Linked DNA regions of Mus musculus: all the other regions are linked to region 5. Evidence: chromatin contacts called from public HiChIP or PLAC-seq, Micro-C, capture Hi-C and promoter capture Hi-C data. All regions are on one chromosome and are shown on one strand. The core of a region is the stretch at or near the end of the contact, and the rest is flanking DNA. Distances in the headings are between cores, read along the strand shown. Region 1 holds the start of Atxn2 (ataxin 2). Region 2 overlaps Rph3a (rabphilin 3A). Region 3 holds the start of Oas3 (2'-5' oligoadenylate synthetase 3). Region 4 holds the start of Brap (BRCA1 associated protein). Region 5 holds the start of Rpl6 (ribosomal protein L6).

Region 1 (2,700 bases), core at 99-2,598, 510 kb before region 5:
TGCGGATCGGCCACCACCCGCGCGCAGGGGACCTTGCGGGGAAGGAGGGAGGCGGGCCTGGAGGGAGCCGGGCACTCCCACCCCTTCCCCAGTTGGGGGGGGGGAGGGGAAGAACGGCCCGCTGCGGGAACCCCGCCGCCCCAGATCTAAAGGGGGATGGGTGCGTTAGGCCGCTGGCACCCACCTCGCCTCCGTCGCCCACCTTCCCAGGGTCTGCGGGGCGGGGGATAGATATGCAGGACACCCGGCTTGACCCTACCTGGGGCGGCTGGGCCTCAATCTCCCCTCCTCCCTCCCGACTCCCCACCCGGCAAAGAGGCTCATTTCAGGAGAGGATCCCCCCACCCCCTGCGACCCGCACCCAGGCTCAGCCGCCCTTCTATCGGGGGGGGGGGCGCAGCAAGGGGGTGGGGCGGGATACCAATCGCCCCTGGCACACCCGGGAGGGGCAGGGGGCCGCCAGGGCCGTCCATCTTGGCCGTCTGGGGGGAGGGGACGCGATGGTGCGGGAGGCTGGACACGGCCCGAGAAGCCCGAAGGAATCTGCCGGCGCCTCCCGCCCCTCCGCGGGCCCCCCGGCACATCGCGAAGCCGGCCGGTCACGGGGCGCGAGGCGGGGGAGGGGACGAGCGGCGCGGGATCGGCCCGGCGCGGAGGGGGCTGGGGGAGCTGACACCCACCTGCCCAGGCCGGGACGCCCGCCGCCCGCGGCCGCCGAGGAAGACGCCACCGGCGCGGCCGGGGCCGGCACCACGGAAGCCGAGGTCACCGCGGCCGAGGCCGGCGCGGCGCCGGGCGACGAGAGCAGGCCGCCGCCGGGCTTGCGGCCAGTGGCGGGCGCGGGCGGCTGCGGCTGCGGCTTCAGCGACATGGTGAGCGGCCCATACACCGGCTCGCACGCCGGGCGGGGACAGCCGGGTGCCGGGCGCGCCGAGGAGGAGACGCCGGAGCGCGGCGGGGACGCGCGGACGCCGGGCGGGCAGGCGCGGGCCGGCGTGGCCGCGGGGGCCAGAGGCAGCAGGACAACGACGAAGGGGCGGGGAGGCCCGCAGACACCGAGCAGCCGCCGGGAGCCGGGCCGGGACGCGCCGTGGCCGTTGCTACCAAAACAGTCTGAGGCGCAGGGTGGCGAGCGCGGCCCGCGGGGAGGGGCGCCGGGGCCGCGCGGGGGAGGGCCGGCGGAGGGATACGCCACCGCGCCGCCCCGCCCGCCGCGCCGCGCCGTCCGCGGGAGCGAGCGCCGCGCGGCCCAGCCCGCCGGGCGGCGCGGCTCGGGGTCCCCCGCCGCGGGCCGCTGAGCGGCGGCGGTGGACGAACGCATGGGACCCGGGCTGGCGGACGCGGACGGGGTTGACGCGGGCCTGGAGGGCGCGGAGATGCGAAACAGACCCGGGGCGGGGGAGGTGTCGGGGGTGGGGGGGGGGACTCTTTACCGGAAGTCGGAAGGGTCAGGCGGAAGTCGAACGTGAGACGGCCCGGGGGGCCGATCAGGGACACGTGAGGAGCGGGGCGCAGCGCTGGGCCGCGTTCGCTCTCCCCGGGGTCGAACTAGGGCCGTGGAGGGGGCCAGGAGGGATCCGCCCTCGCCAAGGCGGGTCTGAACTTCGGGATCTGCTTCGGGGACGGGCGCCGTGAGCTGCTCGGGTGTCCTCGACCCCCTTGGAGGACCTTGATTTCACCCCACCCCCACCCCACCAAATCACAACTTAGAGGATGGCCTGCGGGCACCTTCGGGGCGGGGACCTGCAATCGGGGCCTGGCACACAGTAGGCCCCCAGGTGCCACTGCGTGCCGACTTGCCCTGCCAGCGTGGGGAAGCTTGCCGCCTCAGAAGCCACCGCCAGCTGCTTCACTTTGCCCCACTTTATTCACCCCGGCGAACTGTTGGGTCTCTGACCTTCATTTGAACCCTCTTTTTTTTTTTCCCCCTAGCTCGCTCGGACTTCTTAGTTCCTCCTTCAGGGGACCCGAAGGGAAATGGACCTGATTGGTAGTAGAACTGGGTGATGGGGTCTCCCTCGGTGAAGACTAAACAGACTTTCCCAAGAATGTCAACTTTAGACCTTGACCCCTTTTAAAAACTTTTACTTTAACTCGGGAAGGCCACCAAACACTGGTCCGTTTTTTTTTTTAAGGTGTTGTAATTAAATTGGAAACAAATGGTTAACTTTTTTCAAATGAGTTTAAATTGGTTTTTTTTTTTTTCTTTCTTTTCTAAGTGAAATTGCTTAAGAAGGTGATGGGCCGAGGGAAAAAAAAAAACCCTCAACCTATTAAAGTCATTCCAGTGAATTAAAGGCAGGCATGGTGTTCTTGCCTGTAGTACGAGCACTTGGGAAATGGAAGGAGGATTAGACAGTCAAGGTCATCTTCACCTTCATGAGGGAATTCTAGGCCAGGCTAAGCTACAAGAGACCCAGTCTCAAGAAGGGGCAATTCAATGAAGAGTTACCCCTGGTTATGGCACATGCCTTTAATCCCAGCTCTGGACAGGCAACTGGATCTCTTGAGTTCCAGACTTGTTGGTCTACATGGATTTTTTTTTTTTTAAGTAGCTAGCAGATAGCTCAGAAGGTAAAGGCCCAGGCTGCCTAAGCTCACCACCTAACTCTCAACCCTGGAGCTGGCATGTGGAAGAAGAAAACTTAAATGCTTGGAATTGTCCCCAGCCCTCCACCCTTGGATTGTGCCACACATATA
Region 2 (2,700 bases), core at 49-2,548, 260 kb after region 5:
AATGAAGGCCACAGTCTCATTCCTGGCCACACCCAGTGCCCCTCACCCAGGTGCATAGCTGGGCTCAGTGTCTGTTGCTCTCTCTCTCTCTCTCTCTCTCTCTCTCTCTCTCTCTCTGGCCTGTGGCAGGATCTCCGTGTGTGACGAGGACAAGTTTGGCCACAACGAGTTCATTGGTGAGACCAGGTTCTCGCTCAAGAAGCTGAAGGCTAACCAGAGGAAAAACTTCAACATCTGCCTGGAGCGGGTGATCCCGGTAAGCCAGGGTGTCACCATCTTCCTGCAGTGCTATGAGGGCACCAGGCCTGCCCTGGGCACGAGATGTCTCCTTGGGTCCCTGTCTGGTGGCAGCTGGCTTTTTACTCACTGAGTCCAGCTGGTCAGGACAGTGACTAAGTTCATGTCTTCAACATCATTACCATCATGTGGGTAGGCCTGTCTTGATCAAGTGGGCATAGCTGTCCCAAGACGCCGAGGAGGCCAGGTAGTCAGGTGTCTGGGGAGCTCCTCCTTCAACCTCATTGCTGTGTGCTCAAGATAAAGGGGCCCTGTCAGGGCTGCCCCCTGCTTCATCTCTAAATGTTGAAGGTTGAGTTTAACCCATGGTTTGCAATGATGCTTTCATCTGGGGTTCATCAGAAGGGCCCCAGAGCCACAGAGAAGAAACACCTGACAGGCTAGACTCTAAGAACCATGAGCCACTCATCCTGAATAAATGGATATACTTATGGTTTATGTGTGGCTTCTCTGACACTTGGACAGTCCGCTGGTCCTCCCTGACCCTTGGTGTCTTCTTCTGTACACTGGGGAAGGCAGTAGAACCCACACCAGTGGCTGCTGCTCCCGTGTTGACAGTTAAGGCTGCTTAAGCATTGGGGAGAGGCAAGCGTGGAGTTGCCTGTCTTGGAGAGCCCGCCTTCACAGCTCCTGGCCCTCCTTGGGCAGCAGGGGGATGAGAATCCAAGGTTACTTTCCCATCCTGTCTCCTCCCACAGATGAAGAGAGCAGGGACCACCGGGTCGGCCCGTGGCATGGCTCTCTATGAGGAGGAGGTAAGCTGGCTGTGGGTGGGAAGCAGGCCTGCTGAGACTACCAGAGGCCACTTTTCTCCCCTCTTCCTCCTGAGTCTTCCTCTCTCTTTATCCTGGTCAGTAACCTGCTGGCTCATGGGGGGAGGGGTGCCCTTCATCCCCAGGGTTAGACCATGGGAAGAGGGGCCTGTCTCTATGGTTACACACCCATGTTCCTGAGCCTGCTTCACATGGCTTCTGTCACTGGCTGTACAGAAGAGAGTAATGGCATGCGCATCTCTTTATGGGGGTCTGAGGCCAGTCAGGGACCAGGATGGAACCCAGGACAGAGAATGCCCCAAGTCAGGGATCTGCCCCTGCCTGACACAAGCTGAGCTTGGGGTCGGCATACCTGAACCTAACCCAGGAAGGACATTGTACCAGGCCAGCTAGGTAGAGGCACCTGCCGTCCACGGTGCAGACTCCATTGCTGGCCCTAGCACTCCTGCCCTTCACAGCCATCTCCCATAGTAACCATCCAGATCCCCTGGCTCTCTGAGCCCCACACTGCCTTTTGCCACATGCAGCAGGTAGAGCGGATCGGCGATATAGAGGAACGGGGCAAGATCCTGGTGTCCCTCATGTACAGCACGCAGCAGGGCGGCCTCATTGTGGGAATCATCCGCTGTGTGCACCTGGCCGCCATGGATGCCAACGGCTACTCAGACCCCTTTGTCAAGCTGTGAGTGTGTGTCCCGGGAGGCGAAGGGGGCAATGAGGACCAGAAACTCCCCCTAGATCATTAACCATTGAGACTTAGAGAAGGAAGGCATCCAGCTAAGATCACACAGCTAAACTATGCCCAGAAGAGACTAAAGGTGAGGCTGGAGTATCAGAAAGCCAGCCGATGTGATGCCCGCTACTTGGGAACCTCTGTAACTGTCCCTTCCTAGAGTGATTGGCATGGTGATTCCACTTACAGCTCAGGAGTCAGCCACAGGCGCCCCCAGTAGCTCAGATCTCCGCTATCAAAGAAGCAATTGGACTTCATCCAAATTCATTATAGAAACACTCAAAAGACCCCAAACCCGGGGTTATTCCAGCCAACTCATCAAAGCTGCTCTGCTGGTGACAAGCAGTCAGGTGTGACCACCCCAAGAGGGTTTCAAGCCCTTTTCGCTCACTCGCCTGGAAAATATAACATCAGTGGACTCAGTTGGTGGAATGTTCCTCTGCCGTTCTGATCATTAGTGTGTGCCAAACCCTCTTCCACGGAGTACTTGTTTCCACCCAGAAGATACTGGCTGGGCACCTACTGTATGCAGCATTCTGAGAAAGAGCTTCCTGGTTAGAGGAAACAGTGGCAAAGGCCCTGGGGTAGAGAGGAGGATGAGGAAGAGGTCCTGAAGGGCATGATGGGAGAGAGAGCTGGGATGGAGCTGGGACCCAACCACATGGACACCGGGGCCATGGGAGGGTTCTAAACTCTCCCCTGAGGTCACAGGAAGCCGATGGATAGCTTTGAGCAGCAGAAAGACATAATAAGCTCAGAGAAGGGCCCCCCCACCATCCAAGGTGGAACCAGTGTTGGGTCACTTTCTGATTTACTGGTGTCTCCTCCCAGCTGGCTGAAACCGGACATGGGGAAGAAAGCCAAGCACAAGACTCAGATTAAAAAGAAGACCCTGAA
Region 3 (2,700 bases), core at 93-2,592, 430 kb after region 5:
GATGCCTTTGGATCCTTTCAATCCCCAGGGCCATGGCCTCTTCCAGTGAACAGAGCCAAGCTGTGTGATGACTGAGGCAGGTGATGGGTTTAGATGGCCACATCATTACACTGTCATCTAAAAAGATATTCTGTCCTGGAGTGTTCAAATCGTGCCCCCCAGACTATAGCCTATTCATATCAGTTCTCTCTCTCTCTCTCTCTCTCTCTCTCTCACACACACACACACACACACACACACACACACTGTCAGCTGTGATTAGCACTTGAAGACACTAGGTTCTCAACACACACAAACCGGACTCTCTGTTCCACACTTGTGCAGTTTTGGCTGGCAGACACACACGCACACACACATACACAGAGATGCAGACACGCATGTACACGCACACATGTGCACATGTACAGACGTATGAATACATACACAGACAGACACTCACATGCACACATACACATGTGTGAACACATATGCACATGCACGCGCACACAAGTACAGACACACATGTTCCGACACACATGCCCTACACACACACACAGACACATGCACACACACAAACACGCAGGCGTGCAGCAGAACCATCACTTGGCCTCCAATCTGAACTTGCCCTTGCTTCTGTCTTCAGCATCTCCTCCCACAAACAGGGCGCTAAGCACAGAAGCCCTCATTTCTTACCTTAGTCCTTTGTGCAGCCCCAGCCAAGGGCCTCACACTCATCAATCTGATGTCTCCTCTTGGAGCATCGTTGTGCCTCAGCAGAGCAAGGAGCAAAAAGTCAGGATGCCTGGGACTGGAAGACCTGGGTTCAGATTCTAACTCTGACAGTCATGCTGTGTGATGCTAGATGACTTACTCAACCTCTCTGTCCATCTGCCACCCTGCATACTTATGTTAAGACCACTACCAGGCATTTAATGGAGGCTCATTAATATAACCCCATTTTTACAGATGGAAAAAACTGAGGCCCAGAGAGGTTAACACAGGGCAGCACAGCAAAACAATAGATGAGAACTTGGGTGGGGAGGACTGTGGGGGGCTCTGCTTCCTCAGGCCTGGCTCTGAGGTGCTCTGTGGCAGCCTATCTTGGGTCCCCAAATAGGAGGTCAGGAAGCCTCAGGGGACCTAGGGGACCTGTGAGCCTGGTCCCCAATGTTCCCAGGCTGCCCAGAGGGTCAGAAGTCACACCAGGAGACAGCAGAACCATAAACAGATAATCTCAACAAACACCCTGAGCCTGAGTCAGGGAAGAGAGGAACTCAGCAGGGAGGAGAAAACGAAAGTGAAGGGAGGTGACTCAGGGAACACACCCACTGTCACCTCAGGAACACCCCCAAGAAGCCCTGGAGAGAAACGAAACTCTACTGAGAGTACCGGTCAACATGGACCTGTTCCACACGCCAGCCGGAGCTCTGGATAAGCTGGTGGCCCACAACCTGCACCCAGCCCCTGAGTTCACAGCAGCCGTACGGGGTGCTCTGGGGTCGCTAAACATCACCCTACAGCAGCACAGAGCCCGAGGGTCACAGAGACCAAGAGTGATAAGGATTGCCAAGGTGAGAGGGTGGGGCACCCCAGGGCAAACACCTTCAGGGTCTTCTTGAGGGATGGCTCAGGTGTTGCTATAACCAGCCAGTCTGTGGGGAAACTGAGGCATCAAAACCCAAGTTACACTTCCAGGGTAAAGGCCCAGCCAGGGCCACACTGGGTCACCTGATGGCTTCCTATGCTCTCCTAAAGGCTGTCTCATTCACTCATTCACTCAATCACTCAGACTCTAACTTCACACTGCCTGAGCCTCGCTGATCTGAGGCAGGGGGATCACGCACTCACACCCATTGGGACCCAGTCTTTGAGAAAAAGAACATGACCCGGCTAAAGCACACAGACTCCCTCACCAACATGGCACCTGAGGTAGGGATTACTGCCAGCTTTAGGAGTGGGGAAACTGAGGCTGAGTGGAGCTGAGCTGCTACTCTAAGCCACACTGTGTCACCTGGGCATCCTGCCAGGCCGCCCAAGAACCTTTGGCTTCTCAGAGAACTAGGGGGAGATAAACTCTGAGCCGCCTTAAGCCTGGTAAACCTGCTGATGCAGGGGCATCATAGGGACCTAGGAGGGGCACAGTGAGACTAGAGATTGTCCTGGGCAGGTCTCGGGTCACCTGACAGTTCCTGAGGCTGCATCTGAGCTGGAGATGTGGAAGGAGGCTTGGGTCTGGGAGACAGAGCCTGCTTCTGCATCTCAGGTGTGGCTGAATTCCTTCTAGGGAATGGGGGATGTGTATCCCTCCTCCTAAAGCCCCAGGGGTTAACAGGAAACAATCCGCCACAGGTCACTCTGGGAAACAATGAATCTATTGGTCTTCCTTACTGAGCCTAGGGAAGTGGGCCCCACTGGAAAGTCTTCACCAGCAGAGACCAGGCCTTCTGTAAGCTGCACAGGCTCTCCCCTCCTCCCAGTCTCCCAAGCGATATACCTCAGGCCAGGAACAGTTTAGGGCACAGTTGCATTAGAGAGTGGAGAGGTCCTCGGGTGAGGGTTGATGAGCAGTGAGTAATATATGAGCAGTGAGTAATATAAACATCACCAGGCCATTATTTCAGACCTAACTTGGCCCTTGTGTACTGGGGGTTACAGGTGTGGTCCACCAGAGGCTACAAAGTCTCCTTTCAACCGCCCAAAGAGGATCGGGTAGGGGTGGGG
Region 4 (2,700 bases), core at 4-2,503, 460 kb before region 5:
GACCGAAATTCCTTAACATCAGTTCTGAGGCAGGCACCAGGCCTGTCCAGTACGGCACTCAACCCACACAACCAAGCACACAGTAGGAGTTCTCAGCACCCGATCCACACATCTAAGCACACAGTAGGTACTCTCCCCCTAGGCTTTACTGCATAAATGTCTCCAGGACTGGGCCAGGATGAAGTTACCTGTTTGTGCCTAGTGCCAACTTAACTGACTTTCAGATCTAGGGGTCACTTTGAGCTCTGGAATTTCGCTTGTAACCTTGAAATAAATCAAGTCACTGGAGTCTCAAAGACCAAGAAAGACCACAACACACTCTTCTACTGCAGCTCCAAAGAATGGACCCACAGAGTGTCCAGGATGCCATCCTTCCGAGAACGAGCGCCAGCCCAGCTCTCCAAACTAAGTGTCCGTTTCTCTTTTCCATCAACTTGGGACATTTAGTCCGTATGGCACATATCAGACCAAGTCTGATTCAGGGCATGACAAAACTCTTGACAGATACCAAGCAATCGCCCTCCCACACACACCTTTTTCTCGTCGGTCTTTTGAGACAGGTTTCCGCCCCCCCCCCCCAACCCTGCCTGGCTTCTGGTTGCCTGTCCTCCTGCCTTCACTTCAGGATCCTCAATGCTATCAGGTAAGGTTGTGACGATCACGGGAAGAGCCGAAGCTGCATGACCCACTAAGGAAGTCTGTGGCCGGTGGTGAAGACGTCAGCCTCTCGGTCCCCGGCTGGGCTAAAACTCGCGTTTCCAGCCACTCACACCTAACTTTGGGCAAATCCTTTCCCCACCGGTCTGTCTGACTGCCAGCTTGGGAAAGGCGCACAGCATCGCCCCCGCGCCCTGGGCCGCGCTTTCTCGCAGCGAGGGCGACGTCGAGCAGAGGCGCCCGGCAAGTCCGGGGGCCGGTGGAGCGAGGGCTGCCGACCCTCCGGCCCGGCGCGAGGCCGCCGACTCACCGGCGGCGCTGAAGCCGAAGTCGGTGGGGACCGGCGAGTGACCCGCGAGCTCCAGTCGGATGACCACCAGTGACACACTCATAGGACAGGCGCTGCTCGGCGTGGGCCCCGGTGGGCTGACGGAAGGCTGCGGCCCGAGCCCAGAGGCCGAGCGGCCCGCGGTCGGCAGCGCCGCCACCGCCTCAGAAGCCGCGGCCGCCGCCTCAGCAGCGGCAGCCCCCGTCGCGCGCAGCCTGCCGAGCCACAACAACCTCCGCTTCCGCCTGTCGGCCGCCGTCTCTGACCCGCCGGGTCGCGCACGCGCACGCGGAAAGGGGCGAGGCCCCGGGCGCGCATGCGCTTTCGACAGCTGCTTCTGCCCCCTTGGCTGACCGTCTGGACAGGGTCCGAGGAGCGTGCGCAGAGCACGCAAAGACGCCTGGCTCCTATTTTGCGTTTGACCCCTCTCTACGTTTGTCCTCCTTAGTTTTCCCGCAGGGCTCACCGAGAGTCTATGGGTCCGCAGAGACTCTGAGGCTTCCTGGGTCTTCGACCTCAGGGTTGTAACTTTCTGCAGGTATGGCGAGGGGCTGGCTAGGAGCGCAATGACTTCACAGATAATCCACTGAGAGCCGGGCACTGCGGGGCTGCGTGGGATGATTATTTTTGCGGACACAGAAAACAGCCCCAGACAGGACAAGCTTCAGCACTCGTGCGATCCTGAGCTAGTTATTGCATAACCACTCGGTTGTGTGATACAAAACGCTGTGTAAGAGACAGGGATACGCTGGGAAGCCTATAGGTCATGGTTAAATTTGGTTTTGTGGTTTGGATGTGTTTGGTTTTGTTTTATTTTTTGTTTGTTTTTGTTGTTTTCTTCTCCAAGTCAGAGTTGCTCCAAGTACGCCTAGCTGTCCTAGAACTCACTCTGTAGACCAGGCTGTCCTCGAACTCAGAGATCTGCCTGCCTAAGCCTCTGGAGTTGTGGGATACAGCCCTGCCCTACCACCGTCTGGCCATTGTTTAGTTGTTTTGAGGTTTTGAGTTGTTCTGAGACAAGGTCTTGAGTAGCCCAAGATACTGAGAACCCTATATATTGGAGAAAAGATAATCTATGTTCTCTACGTATTGGAATCAGATGTCCTTGAACTTCTGACCCTCCTGCCTTTTCCACCTCATCAGTGCCAGGGTTACTTCCAGGCTTCTGCTGAAGGCTTTGTGCTTCACAAGATGGCAGGATAGAACTAACTCAAGATTGTCCTCTGTGCAGGTGCTATAGTGAGCACACACACTGAGGAATGCACTTAAGGGTTAGAATGCTTTAGGTATAGGCTCTGGGTTCAGTGTCTAAAATACACACACACATACACACGATATAATCGAAACAATGTTCAGGACACACACACACATAAGAGAAAGAAAGAAGGAAAGAAAGAAAGGAAGGAGAAAAGAAAGAAAGAAAGGGAGAAAGAAAGGAAGAAAGGCCAGGTAAGATTAGTGCATATATGGAGAAAAAATATGACATGTCAGGAAGGACAATATTGTGTACATGCTATAGTGTAAGAGGTCTGGGAGAGGCCATGGATACAAATGGTACCTGTAACAGGAACATACAATATATAGAGGTGTTTATACTATTTTCTATGTAATATGTCTTAAAGCCTTTTAATGCCAAGATTTCCCAACTTCTGCTCAACTTTCACTTTCTATAACCCTTTTGGGGTGCGTGTATGTGTGTCTGTGAACCATAGACC
Region 5 (2,700 bases), core at 190-2,689:
TCCCAACTAGACTTGACTGACATAGCCTCTTTCAGACAAGCCTCAACCCTAACCCCAAGGAAAGCAACCCAAACTAGATCTCACCATTTTTCGAAGCTTCACCACCCGGGTGCCACCGTTCTTGTCCCCACCAACTGTTTTGGTGACAGTAGCAAGGACCTTCTCTTTTTTCTTCTTCTTCTCAACCTACAAAGACAAACCCATCAATCCAGGATCCTGCCAGACCTCAAACGCAGGAATAAGGCATCATAGTGGGCCATCCGTTCCCTCTCCTACCTTGGTCTTGGCAGCCGAGTATTTCCTTTTGTACAAGGCCTTCCTGGAGTACATAGCAGATCGGGAGTACCTGCCAATTCCTCTCACCAGGACAGGGTTTCGGCTGCAATGGGGCTTCGCCTTCTTGGGCTTTTTACCCTTAGGGTGAACCTTTTTGGCTACTTTGGCGGCCCGGGGCCGGGAGGCAGCAGCATCACTGCCAGCCTTCTTGGCCGCAGGTTTCTTCTCCTTTGTATCAGGCGCTTTTTCACCCGCCATCTAGGGATATAAACAATAAAGGCATTTCATCAACCATTTGTCAACAAGCTAGTATGAAAACCATCCTCTGATGCTTGCAATGCCTCTTCCTTCCAAACACAGGGTTAAGTATCTAGCACTATTAGTTTTTTTGTTTTTTTTTTTTTGCTAAAAAACTTTTTTGTGGTTCCTTATCTTATTCTTCCATTTTTGTGAATCAGAAAACCAAAGACAATCTTTGCTAGTGTCTACACAGGCAAGGAAGCCCAGAATCTCGAGGCTCTTCTGTGCGACCCACTTCAGTGCCAGCAGCCTACAGGCAGAGGCCAGGCAATGGTTCGGGGCCACGGGTTGCTCTAGCACGGGACACTATGACAGACCCAGGGGAACGGGCCTGCCATAAATCCAAACCCATGCACCAGCACGGAACACCCGAGACCTCCCCCTCTGGTGTCGCCCTAGGTCCCGAAGCCACCACGATGGCCCCAGCTCCGCAAAGTAGCCGACAGCGGTGCTCTCCGGTCGTCTTCCGGGGACGCGGTTCCCCACCTTCAGTCGCGAAGCCCAACGTGGCCAAGACAGGCTCAACAGAAGGTTCTGGAACCCCCACTGCAGGGTCGCAAGTCGCAACACAGGCCCTCCAACCCTCCCCAGGTTACGGCAGCCGGCAGGGCCCAGCGACCATCTCGGGCGCTACGCTCGTTCTTAGCCCCCCGCCAACCCACGCTGACAGAAATGAAGCTCCCGAGAGATCTGGCGAATGATCCCGACCATAGGCGGCCCTGGGTAGTGATCCCCGGATGTCCCCCAATTTCGGATGGACGAGGATTGGGGTCCCGAAAGCCGCTGCCACACAGACGCCCGCCATTCCTACCTTGCAAGACGGGAAAGAGAACTAAGGCAGCGGCTTCCGGTCTATAAGCAATGACGGGAGGTGACCAAGATCACTTCCTTCCTGTATGGGGCATCATGGGAAATGTAGTTTTTCTTTACTCCGTGGCAATGCACCTAGGGAACGTCCCCCCAGGCCCCACCCCCACCCTAATAGGTAAGGGCAGCTGAGATGGCTGAGCAAGTAAAAGCGCTTTCTCCTAAAATGATGAACAGACTTTGAGCCTTGCGACTCATGTGGTGGAAGAAAGGACTTTACAGAGTTTTCTTCTTCTCCTCCTCCTCCTTCTTCTTCTTTTTTTTTTTTTTTTGGTTTTTCGAGACAGGGTTTCTCTGTGTAGCCCTGCCTGTCCTGGAACTCATGCTGTAGACCAGGCTGGCCTCGAACTCAGAAATCCACCTGCCTTTGCCGCCCAAGTGTTGGGATTAAAGGCGTGTTGCACCACGCCTGGCCAGAGTTATCTTCTAAAAACTAAAGGTTAGGGTTGGAGTGATGGCCCAGTGGTTAAGAGAACTGGCTGCTCTTCCAGAGTTTTTTGAGTTCAATTTCCAGCAACCACATGATGGCTCATAACCATCTGTAATGGGATCCCATACCCTCTTCTGGTGTGTCTGAAGACAGCTACAGTGTAGTGTACTCATATACATAAGATAAATAAATCTTGCCAGGGCTATGCAGAGAAACCCTGTTTTGAAAACCAAATACATAAATAATAAATAAATAAATAAATCTTTAAAAAAAAAAAGTCTGACAGTGGTGGCACACCCCTTCAATCCCAGCACTAGGAAGGCAGAGGCTGGTAGATCTCTGTGAGTTTGAGGCCAGCCTGAACTACAAAGCTAGTTCTAGGAGAGCCAAGGCTATGCAAGCAAACCCTGCCCCCAAAACAAAATAAACAAATTAAATAGGAAAAAATAAATAAGATTTAAAATAAAACTTTTTTGTTCATTACATTTTTAAATAAGCTACTATCCTTTGAAAAATGACACTGTATACCTGACAGTGCCTTACTTTTTATTACATTTTATTTTATGTGTATGCTTATGTGAGCATGTGGGAGTGGGGAGTGGATGCATGCCCCAGCATACAGATGGAAGTCAGTGGACAACTTGGGGACGCCGGCTCTCTCTACCACATGAGGCCTAGAGATCAGTCATCTTAAGAGGACTTAGGTCATCACAGGCCCCGCATATAACAATTATCCTCTACCTCATAGTGCTTAGAACGACGTATACACATGATTTCTATTGTCTTCTACTTGTCTGTTGCCTGTTGCTAGTGGTAGGAGCTTTTCT

The links. Promoter capture Hi-C pulls out the DNA fragments that hold promoters and counts their contacts. Hi-C and Micro-C count contacts between places; a contact is called where the count stands out from the background. HiChIP or PLAC-seq counts read pairs in DNA pulled down with a chosen protein or histone mark. Capture Hi-C pulls out chosen DNA fragments and counts their contacts.
Region 1: a Micro-C map of embryonic stem cells shows a contact between it and region 5, with 7 times the contacts expected there. The contact joins the promoter of Atxn2 here to the promoter of Rpl6 in region 5. A contact is called at or near these places in 1 of 39 promoter capture datasets (pre-B cells), 3 of 484 Hi-C or Micro-C datasets (B cells, CD8 T cells and embryonic stem cells) and 2 of 115 datasets of contacts at active chromatin or transcription factors (embryonic stem cells and microglia).
Region 2: an H3K4me3 HiChIP or PLAC-seq map of embryonic midbrain shows a contact between it and region 5, with 4 times the contacts expected there. The contact joins the enhancer-like site here to the promoter of Rpl6 in region 5. A contact is called at or near these places in 5 of 39 promoter capture datasets (the 3T3-L1 cell line, the HPC-7 cell line, HPC-7-derived erythroid cells and 2 more), 1 of 15 datasets of contacts at CTCF or cohesin (pro-B cells), 3 of 484 Hi-C or Micro-C datasets (the G1E-ER4 cell line, the N1E-115 cell line and cerebral cortex), 9 of 115 datasets of contacts at active chromatin or transcription factors (T-cell acute lymphoblastic leukemia, bone marrow-derived macrophages, embryonic basal ganglia and 6 more) and 1 of 9 other capture datasets (pancreatic islet).
Region 3: a contact with region 5 is called in a capture Hi-C map of macrophages, with 2.6 times the contacts expected there. The contact joins the promoter of Oas3 here to the promoter of Rpl6 in region 5. A contact is called at or near these places in 1 of 39 promoter capture datasets (hippocampal neurons), 5 of 115 datasets of contacts at active chromatin or transcription factors (bone marrow-derived macrophages, embryonic forebrain, embryonic stem cells and 2 more) and 1 of 9 other capture datasets (macrophages).
Region 4: a promoter capture Hi-C map of pre-B cells shows a contact between it and region 5, with 2.3 times the contacts expected there. The contact joins the promoter of Brap here to the promoter of Rpl6 in region 5. A contact is called at or near these places in 4 of 39 promoter capture datasets (liver, pre-B cells and stem cell-derived epiblast-like cells), 2 of 484 Hi-C or Micro-C datasets (embryonic stem cells and pre-B cells) and 1 of 115 datasets of contacts at active chromatin or transcription factors (memory CD8 T cells).

The regions. Positions count from the first base shown.
Region 1 is chr5:121,710,257-121,712,956 of GRCm38.p6, reverse strand. Atxn2 (ataxin 2) reads right to left here and starts at 1,348. Exons shown (of 25, transcript NM_009125.2): 1 at 681-1,348. The coding sequence starts at 1,321.
Region 2 is chr5:120,945,404-120,948,103 of GRCm38.p6, reverse strand. Rph3a (rabphilin 3A) reads left to right here. Exons shown (of 22, transcript NM_011286.3): 17 at 130-256; 18 at 996-1,052; 19 at 1,598-1,752; 20 at 2,635-2,700. Among named protein-coding and RNA genes, the nearest start is that of Gm32185, 3.5 kb to the left of the region's middle. Within about 2 kb of position 1,298, at least 2 of the 459 cell types and tissues checked have an H3K27ac peak or open chromatin away from gene starts, as enhancers often do.
Region 3 is chr5:120,776,301-120,779,000 of GRCm38.p6, reverse strand. Oas3 (2'-5' oligoadenylate synthetase 3) reads left to right here and starts at 1,342. Exons shown (of 16, transcript NM_145226.2): 1 at 1,342-1,550. The coding sequence starts at 1,377.
Region 4 is chr5:121,659,116-121,661,815 of GRCm38.p6, reverse strand. It overlaps Brap (BRCA1 associated protein), which reads right to left and starts at 1,253. Exons shown (of 12, transcript NM_028227.3): 1 at 968-1,253. The coding sequence starts at 1,049. Acad10 (acyl-Coenzyme A dehydrogenase family, member 10) reads left to right here and starts at 1,306. Exons shown (of 21, transcript NM_028037.4): 1 at 1,306-1,523.
Region 5 is chr5:121,203,240-121,205,939 of GRCm38.p6, reverse strand. It overlaps Rpl6 (ribosomal protein L6), which reads right to left and starts at 1,439. Exons shown (of 7, transcript NM_011290.5): 1 at 1,388-1,439; 2 at 277-534; 3 at 85-186. The coding sequence starts at 534. It overlaps LOC115490270 (a small nucleolar RNA gene), which reads right to left and starts at 930; the gene lies at 797-930.